Regions from separate parts of the Rattus norvegicus genome. Here region 1 is linked to region 2. A link is a contact called in public Hi-C data. All regions are on one chromosome and are shown on one strand. The core of a region is the stretch at or near the end of the contact, and the rest is flanking DNA. Distances in the headings are between cores, read along the strand shown.

Evidence for each region. Hi-C and Micro-C count contacts between places; a contact is called where the count stands out from the background.
Region 1: a Hi-C map of liver shows a contact between it and region 2, with 7 times the contacts expected there. The contact joins two enhancer-like sites. A contact is called at or near these places in 10 of 12 Hi-C or Micro-C datasets (the A7r5 cell line, Schwann cells, frontal cortex and 5 more) and 1 of 1 datasets of contacts at active chromatin or transcription factors (oligodendrocytes).

The regions. Positions count from the first base shown.
Region 1 is chr3:81,098,007-81,101,639 of GRCr8, forward strand. No RefSeq gene overlaps it. Among named protein-coding and RNA genes, the nearest start is that of Agps, 55 kb to the right of the region's middle. Within about 2 kb of position 1,980, at least 10 of the 93 cell types and tissues checked have an H3K27ac peak or open chromatin away from gene starts, as enhancers often do. A contact at or near this core is called in liver, where this site is marked.
Region 2 is chr3:80,937,463-80,940,875 of GRCr8, forward strand. No RefSeq gene overlaps it. Among named protein-coding and RNA genes, the nearest start is that of Hnrnpa3, 47 kb to the right of the region's middle. Within about 2 kb of position 1,504, at least 15 of the 93 cell types and tissues checked have an H3K27ac peak or open chromatin away from gene starts, as enhancers often do. A contact at or near this core is called in liver, where this site is marked.

The DNA.
Region 1 (3,633 bases), core at 730-3,229, 160 kb after region 2:
ACCACAACATGAGGAACTGTGTTAAAGAGTTTCGGCTTTAGGAAAGTTGGGAAGGTTAGAAAAGGAAAGGTTATTCCTAGATTGATGGCTTGGGTTTCAAGAGATACCAGCCTTCTAGGACTAGAAACTGCTTTCATCAGGGCCAGCTGGCTGGACCCAATGTCCCAGAGCATGCGCTGGGCCCAGCGTGTGTTGAGGAAACAGTATTAACGGCTCAGACTAACAGTAGGGCCTCCTTCCCTACCCTCAAAACACCGCAGTCAATCACACGTGGGCTTCATCTGCTTCCTCATTCCCTTGGGCGGCCATCCAAGGAGCCCTACCAGGCAAGAACAGGAGAAGGAAGGTCTGAAATTAAATTCTGAACTAGAATATTCATGCAACTTCAGTTGACAGACAAATCACAGAATCCACTTGAGAGCGTCTAGATTAAATCTAGACAGATTAAATCTGCCAGGAAGGATGCTGAAAGTCTAGATTTGGAAATCACATTTCCTCTGGCGCAGATTTCGTTTTTGCATAGGTGTTTGTGGAGTCTGGCATCTGTGAGATTCCTACTCACTACAAACATGGAGCTGCCAGGAAATGGTTTGAAAAGAAGCCTGAAAACTGGTTTGGGTGGGGTGTGGTTGGTGGTGAGGAGAGAGAAGGGGGGGGGAAGGAGGACGGGGAGGAGGAAGAGAGAGATGGGGAGGCGAGAGGAGAGAGAGGGAGAGGAGAGAAAGAGAGGAGGGAGAGAGAGTGGGAAGGGAAGAGGGTAGGAAGAGAGGAGGGAGAGAGGGGGGAGGGAAGAGGAGAGGAAGGGAGGAGGAGGAGGGAAGAGGGGAGAGAGGATGGGGAGGGAAGAGGAGAGGAAGGGAGGAGGAGGAGGGAAGAGGGGAGAGAGGATGGGGAGAGAAGAGGGGGAGAGAGGAAAGGGAGTGGAAGGAGAGGAGAGGGGAGAGGAGAGGGAGAGATGAGAGGGAGGGAGGAGGGGGAGAGGGAGAGAAAAGGAGGGAGAGGAAAGAGGAAGACAGAGAGAGGAAAAAGGAGAGGGAGAGGGGGAGTTATAGATGTTCAGGTAAGAGAAAGATCCAAGAGCCTGTTATGCCAAGAGTTGCCATGGGTCAAAAGGAAAAAAGTCCTTCGAATTTAACTGTGTGTAGATCCCAGATTATCTTGAAGGAGACAATTCTGGGGAGTGTGCAGGAGGTGAGCAAGTTGAAACAGTGAATATAGAGAATCATCCACAAACACCAATGACCAGGGGAGGAGAGAAGGCTCAGACGGAAGGAATGTGGCATTTTTTAGTCTAGGAAGGAAGGAAGGAACTGGTAGAGAGGCAAAATTGAAGATACAGGGATTGAGAAAGAGCAGCCTAGAGACGGGATGGTGATAAAAAGGAACAGATAGGTAGTGGCTGACAGCGGGCACAGGATGCAAGGCACAATGACTCTGTGGAGTGGGTCTCAGAGGGTAAAGGACTGAGAAACAATGTCATGGCAGTGTGTATAGAGAGGAGCTGGCCCTGTCTGCACTCATCGCGGCTGCAGAGGAAGCACGGTTTTTGTGGGGAGACTGAGATTTTTCTGGCTAGAAAGTGAAGAATTAGAGGTGTCATGGGACTCGGTGATGAGATGGGATCCATGAGGAACTGTTTTGGATGAAGCATGTGTGTGTGTGTGTGTGTGTGTGTGTGTGTGTGTGTGTGTGTGTGTAAGAAGCTGACACGACAGTTCCACGGTTTGGTTAAGGGGAAGGTATTTATTATGCGTAAGAGAGAGAAAGTATCCAGAAGCATTTGGAAGAGTCCAGAGCAGAGAGAAAGAGAAGCAGATTGGACATGGTTAGGGCTGTCTTCGAGAGGAAGGTGAATAGCGAGCGAAGAGAGAATAGTGAAAGGGAGAGGGTTAGTGAGAAAGCAGAGCCATAGAGAGAGTGAGGGAGGAGGAGCCAGAGGGGAGGAGGGGCAGGAGGGAGCCAGAGGGGAGGAGCCAGAGGGGGCAGAGGGGAGGAGCCAGAGGGGCAGAGGGGAGGAGCCAGAGGGGGTGGGGAGAATAGCAGGACCTGGGGCATGGGGGACAGGGGTTATATAGAGAGTATCATCTAAGTTGAGAAAGTCCAGGATAGGAGCTTTTTTTTTTTTTCTGTACTGAAAGTACTTGTGAATAGGGACTGAGGGAGCCTGGCGTGGGTTTTGATACACAGCCACAGGTCCAAGTCAATAGAACCATGTGTCCCTTCTGCCAGAGGTAAGGGAAATGATTCCTTTTGGTAGAGGGGAACCAGTTCCACAAGTTCCTGAGGAATGCTGACTTTTATCTAACCGCCAGAAATCCTCCTATAGTTCAGGGTGAGCTGGACCTAGACTGAATTTCGGACAGAGTCAGTGGGCCTGCCCTTTTCTTGGGGTGGGTGTGTGGGTGGGAAGTGATAGGGTGATTTTTTTTTTCTCTTCTTTATAAACTCAACCAATGTGACATACTGGTCACTAAAATGTATGGGGATTTCTTTTTCCAACAATCGTTCTCCAGGGGTACAGCGTTGCGTCTTACAATTTAGCTTAGTTCTAACGTTGTTTACTGGAGGCAGCGTCAGAACTGACAAATTCCGGAGTGTCCCACAGGAGTCCTCCATTTCAGACCAATTGCAGATAGCAGGTTGTTGCCTAGGATCCTGACTGACTATCCCGGATCCGGGGTTCCCATGGCTCCTCCCCAGTATCCGTTAGTTTGCTAGAGCAACCCAGACAATAGGAAAACCTTCCATTTACTTCCACTCATTACAAAGGATGCAGATGATCAGCCAGATGGATGCAAAAGCTGGGGTGTGGGGGAGCGGCAGGGGTGGGGGTGGGAGAGTAAGCCACCCTCTGGGAACCCACATGTTCAGCCATGTGGAGACCGACCCCCAAGTTCTGTCCTGTGGGCTTTTATGGAGGTGGTATTACATACATAAACACGATCGAGTACATCACTGATCATTGGCAACCAATCCAATCTTCCACTTCCCTCCTTTACTAGAGGCTGGGGGTTGGTGACTTGGGTTTTCATTATCATTGACTGCAGCTAGAGACTCACCTGTGCACAGGTCTGTGAAGGCTTTTCCAAAGAGGAAGACCCAGTCTCAAGTCCATGACATCATCCCCTGTCCCAGCCTGAATAAAAAGAGAAAACAGAAGAAGCAAGCAGAGTACCAGTATGCATCTTGCTTTGCTTCAGAAGGGGCTGACCCATACAATGTGACCATGCAATGTGACTATCCATCTCACTCTCTTGCTGGCCTGCCTTGTGGGCTGTGACGGACCGAATGTCCTCAAAATGACCACAAAGTAAACCCTTCCTTCCTTAAGTTATTTTGGTTCCAACAACGAGAAAGCTAGGGTGCGGCTGGATTTTGGTGATCGGTTTCTATCCTGAAGCTGGTTAGGGGCCTCCGGCACCCAGTGGTTTCATTAGTAGAAGACATTCAGCACTCTGGGGCCTTCATGGGCTTTGGAGTTGTCTGCCAGGAACCAAAATTGGAAGCCAATTAATCTGTTATATTTATTGTTCCTTGATGGTGCTAGGGATTGAATCAAGTGTTTTGTGCATGCTAGGCAAGCCCTCTGTCACTGAACTACACCCACTCTTCTCTGTTAAATAGCTATGGATC
Region 2 (3,413 bases), core at 254-2,753:
TTAATAGTGAGTGTTACAAAAAGTTTTAAAATATCTTTTGGGGCTGGGGATTTAGCTCAGTGGTAGAGCGCTTGCCTAGGAAGCTCAAGGCCCTGGGTTCAGTCCCCAGCTCCGAAAAAAAGAACCAAAAAAAAAAAATCTTCTGTTTAATTTAGGGTCCCCTTATATTTTCATTTGATTTGCTTTTGCTCTTTTTTTTTTTTTAAGATTTATTTACTTATTCTATAAATACACTGTACCTGTCTTCAGACACCAGAAGAGGGCATCAGATCCCATTACAGATGGTTGTGAGCCACCATGTGGTTGCTGGGAATTGAACTCAGGACCTCTGGAAGAGCAGTCAGTGCTCTTAACCATTGAGCCATCTCTCCAGCCCTACTCTTAACCTTTTAATTGTGTCTTTAGAGCCAGTATTCAACACCCTTGTCAACGTAAAGCTGATGCTCAGCTTTACGCTGTTTCTAATGAAACCCAAAAATCATTCCATAGAAATTGTGTAGATTTACAAACAGTTCTTACTGTCATCATGGATCACACGGCAAAGTGTCTGCTCTGTGCCCAAGTCTTCAGTTTAAACCCTAAGCATCACTCCGGAGTTCCTGCCCCTCCAGGGGAGCCGTAAATGAGCCACCATATGTAAAATGCATGTCCGTGGGCATCAAAATGGTTTACAAAGCAAAGAGTAATCCAGAGTCCTAAATTATCTTACAGTAGCACAAAGCTACTGACCCGTGAACTTCATCAAGCTCCAGGCATAATATAAAAGGCTTTAAATGTTACCAACTGTAAAATTCAAAACTGGGCTCCAGCATATTAGAATACAGATTGCAGGAGAGCCTCTCCTCACTTTCATCATCTCAAAAAACGCCATCAAGTAATCCATTTTCACTTCTCTGTTGGACAGGGCGGGAGCCGAGGCTGGAGATGCAGCCACCAAGAGCACTTGCTGCTCTTGCAGAGGACCAGGGTCAGATCCTGACACCCACGTGATGGCTCACGATCATCCGAAATTCCGGTTTCAGGGACCTGACCTGGGACAGCAGACATGAGCACATGCATACAATCACCATTCATACACATAAAATAGAAGTCTAGAGAAAAAGAAGAAAGAAGCACGTTTTAAGCTGTAACTAGAGGTGACAGACAGCTACAAGATTGCATAAGAATTTAAGATGATTTCAATAAAGATTCTTTTTTTTTCTTTTTGTCTGTATTAAAAGACAAGAGAGAAAGTCTTGCTGTCTAGTTCTTCCCTGTCACCCACACCTCCCCGACCTCCTAGCACACTGGTAACTTCTGATACCTAAATAAAAAAATGGATCCTCTGTGACTTCAAACTGTCGTTTAGTGAATGGCGATTGTCTGTGTTCTGCGATCTTTGTCACACGTATACACAGACTATAAACATCTATGTTCTAAATGTAAGACCTCAACTATCAGAATTATTCCAATCTAGCTTGAGAAACTGCAGGCTGTAAAACAGTATGAGCTCCCCCTGCTGCTCGACTGCTAAACTTAACTAACATTTCCGGTTGCCCGGGCTGGATGCCCTGATTCCAAGGCTGGTTCGTAAACAAAGGGTAAAGAAAACAGAATTAAAATCCCATAAGGTTAATAAATCAGTGGGCAGACGAGGAAGAGGAGAAACGGGGTTGCCAAGGCATGTCATGCAGGGAACCACGCTGCGTTTGCGGGTGGTCCAGGTTAGCCCAGAATTAGGAAGTTTCCCGGGTCGGCTATGGGGGACATCGGCCTGGAGCTGTCACCTCTCCTGGCCTGAACCTGGCAGGGCGCACTGAGCAGAGGATTTGGAGAAACCGTAATGACATTGAACAGGAGGCTAGCTTAACATCTTGTCCAAGTGCCATCCCGAGCCTCCTCCGGATGGCTGCGTGGAGCGCGGTAGGCTAATGAGGGGGACCATCTGCAGCGCTTGGCTGGCAGCTGCGCCCCCTCATCCTGCACCAATGCCTCCTAAAGGGATGCTCTGCGGAGGGCTCCCAGCTCCCAACGCGGGGGAAGGCAGTGCAGCTTCACAGTCATGGCATCTGGAAACCAAGCAAATATTTAACTCTGTGTGTCTGCATTTTAGTAGGCCTCATGCCTGCAAACGCGAATGTCAGGGAGAACGTGCAAGTCTGTTTATTTGTAAGTTTCTCTTTATGTCGTCACATTCAGGGCCTTGAATAAAAATGTTTATTTCTTTTATAAAAATTTTATAGACCATCTCACATGCAGGGATTGGAATTGAGTGAACTGGTTATTTGCTGGTATCATTATGTCAAACTCACAGACTGATCTCTAAAGAGGCTTTCTTTTTTAAATCGGGAAGATATTCAGATACATTTGCTTCCTTTTAAATGTGTTCATTTGCAATGTACAGTTAATTTCTGATTGCGCGATTTCAGAAAGAAGAAATAACACTGCAATGATAAATCTTAAAATCTTTACGAGCAAATTTCAAATTATGATGGGATGCTATTTTGTAAAATTTGCTTGGCAGCATATGGGGAATTATATAAGGATTATAGTAGACATCAAAATATTTTAAAGCAACCACTAAACAGTTTTAAAGATAAATAAGTATGACACACTCCAAAACTAATGTCAAAGAGCATAAACCTTTTACGTTTGCTGAGATTCTCGATCCTTTACGGCAGTCAAAGTATCCTTCCGTTCTGTTTCGGTTATCCTGTATTATTAATACAGTCTTCTTGAAATCAATTATCTCTCTCCAAAATTACAATGATACTTCCTTTCAGGTATGATTTGAAACTCATTCAATTATATAAGCTTGATTTCCATCTTAAAAGGGGTGTGTGTGTGTGTGTGTGTGTGTGTGTTTGTGTGTGTGTAGAGAGAGAAAGAGAAAGAGAGAGAATCTTTAAAACATTGTCCTTACACATCAATGTTTAAGAGATTAAAAACAAAAGGGAAATGACAACATTTTGACCACGAACATTCGGTGGAAAGGAGGAATTTTCCATACAAACTATTCAGATTTCAGCAAGAGCTTAAAATACCTTATACAGCAGCACCATGACCATCTATTCAGCGATGAGATGGCTGTCATCAGTGAGACTTAAACATTATTTCCCAAAGTACACACATCGACCAAGCTTCGAGGTTAAGCTGCAGCAATCCCTCGGCCCCAAACCTCCGAAGCTAGACTTACCTTCCAGAAATATTACAAGAAGCACTTCCCAGCTCGGATGGTCCTTGCTCTCCATAACCAACAGAGGTCTACAAATGAAATGTCGAAAGAAAAGTCCTTCACCACCTTCAGCCTTTTTTTTTTCATAATAAATTCCGTGTATATTATTAGTAATATTGATTTTTAGCAGTAAGTAATAGAGTTATAAACAGCGCCCACCATTTAATAAATGTAATGTCTCTGCTTGACGATTAATTTA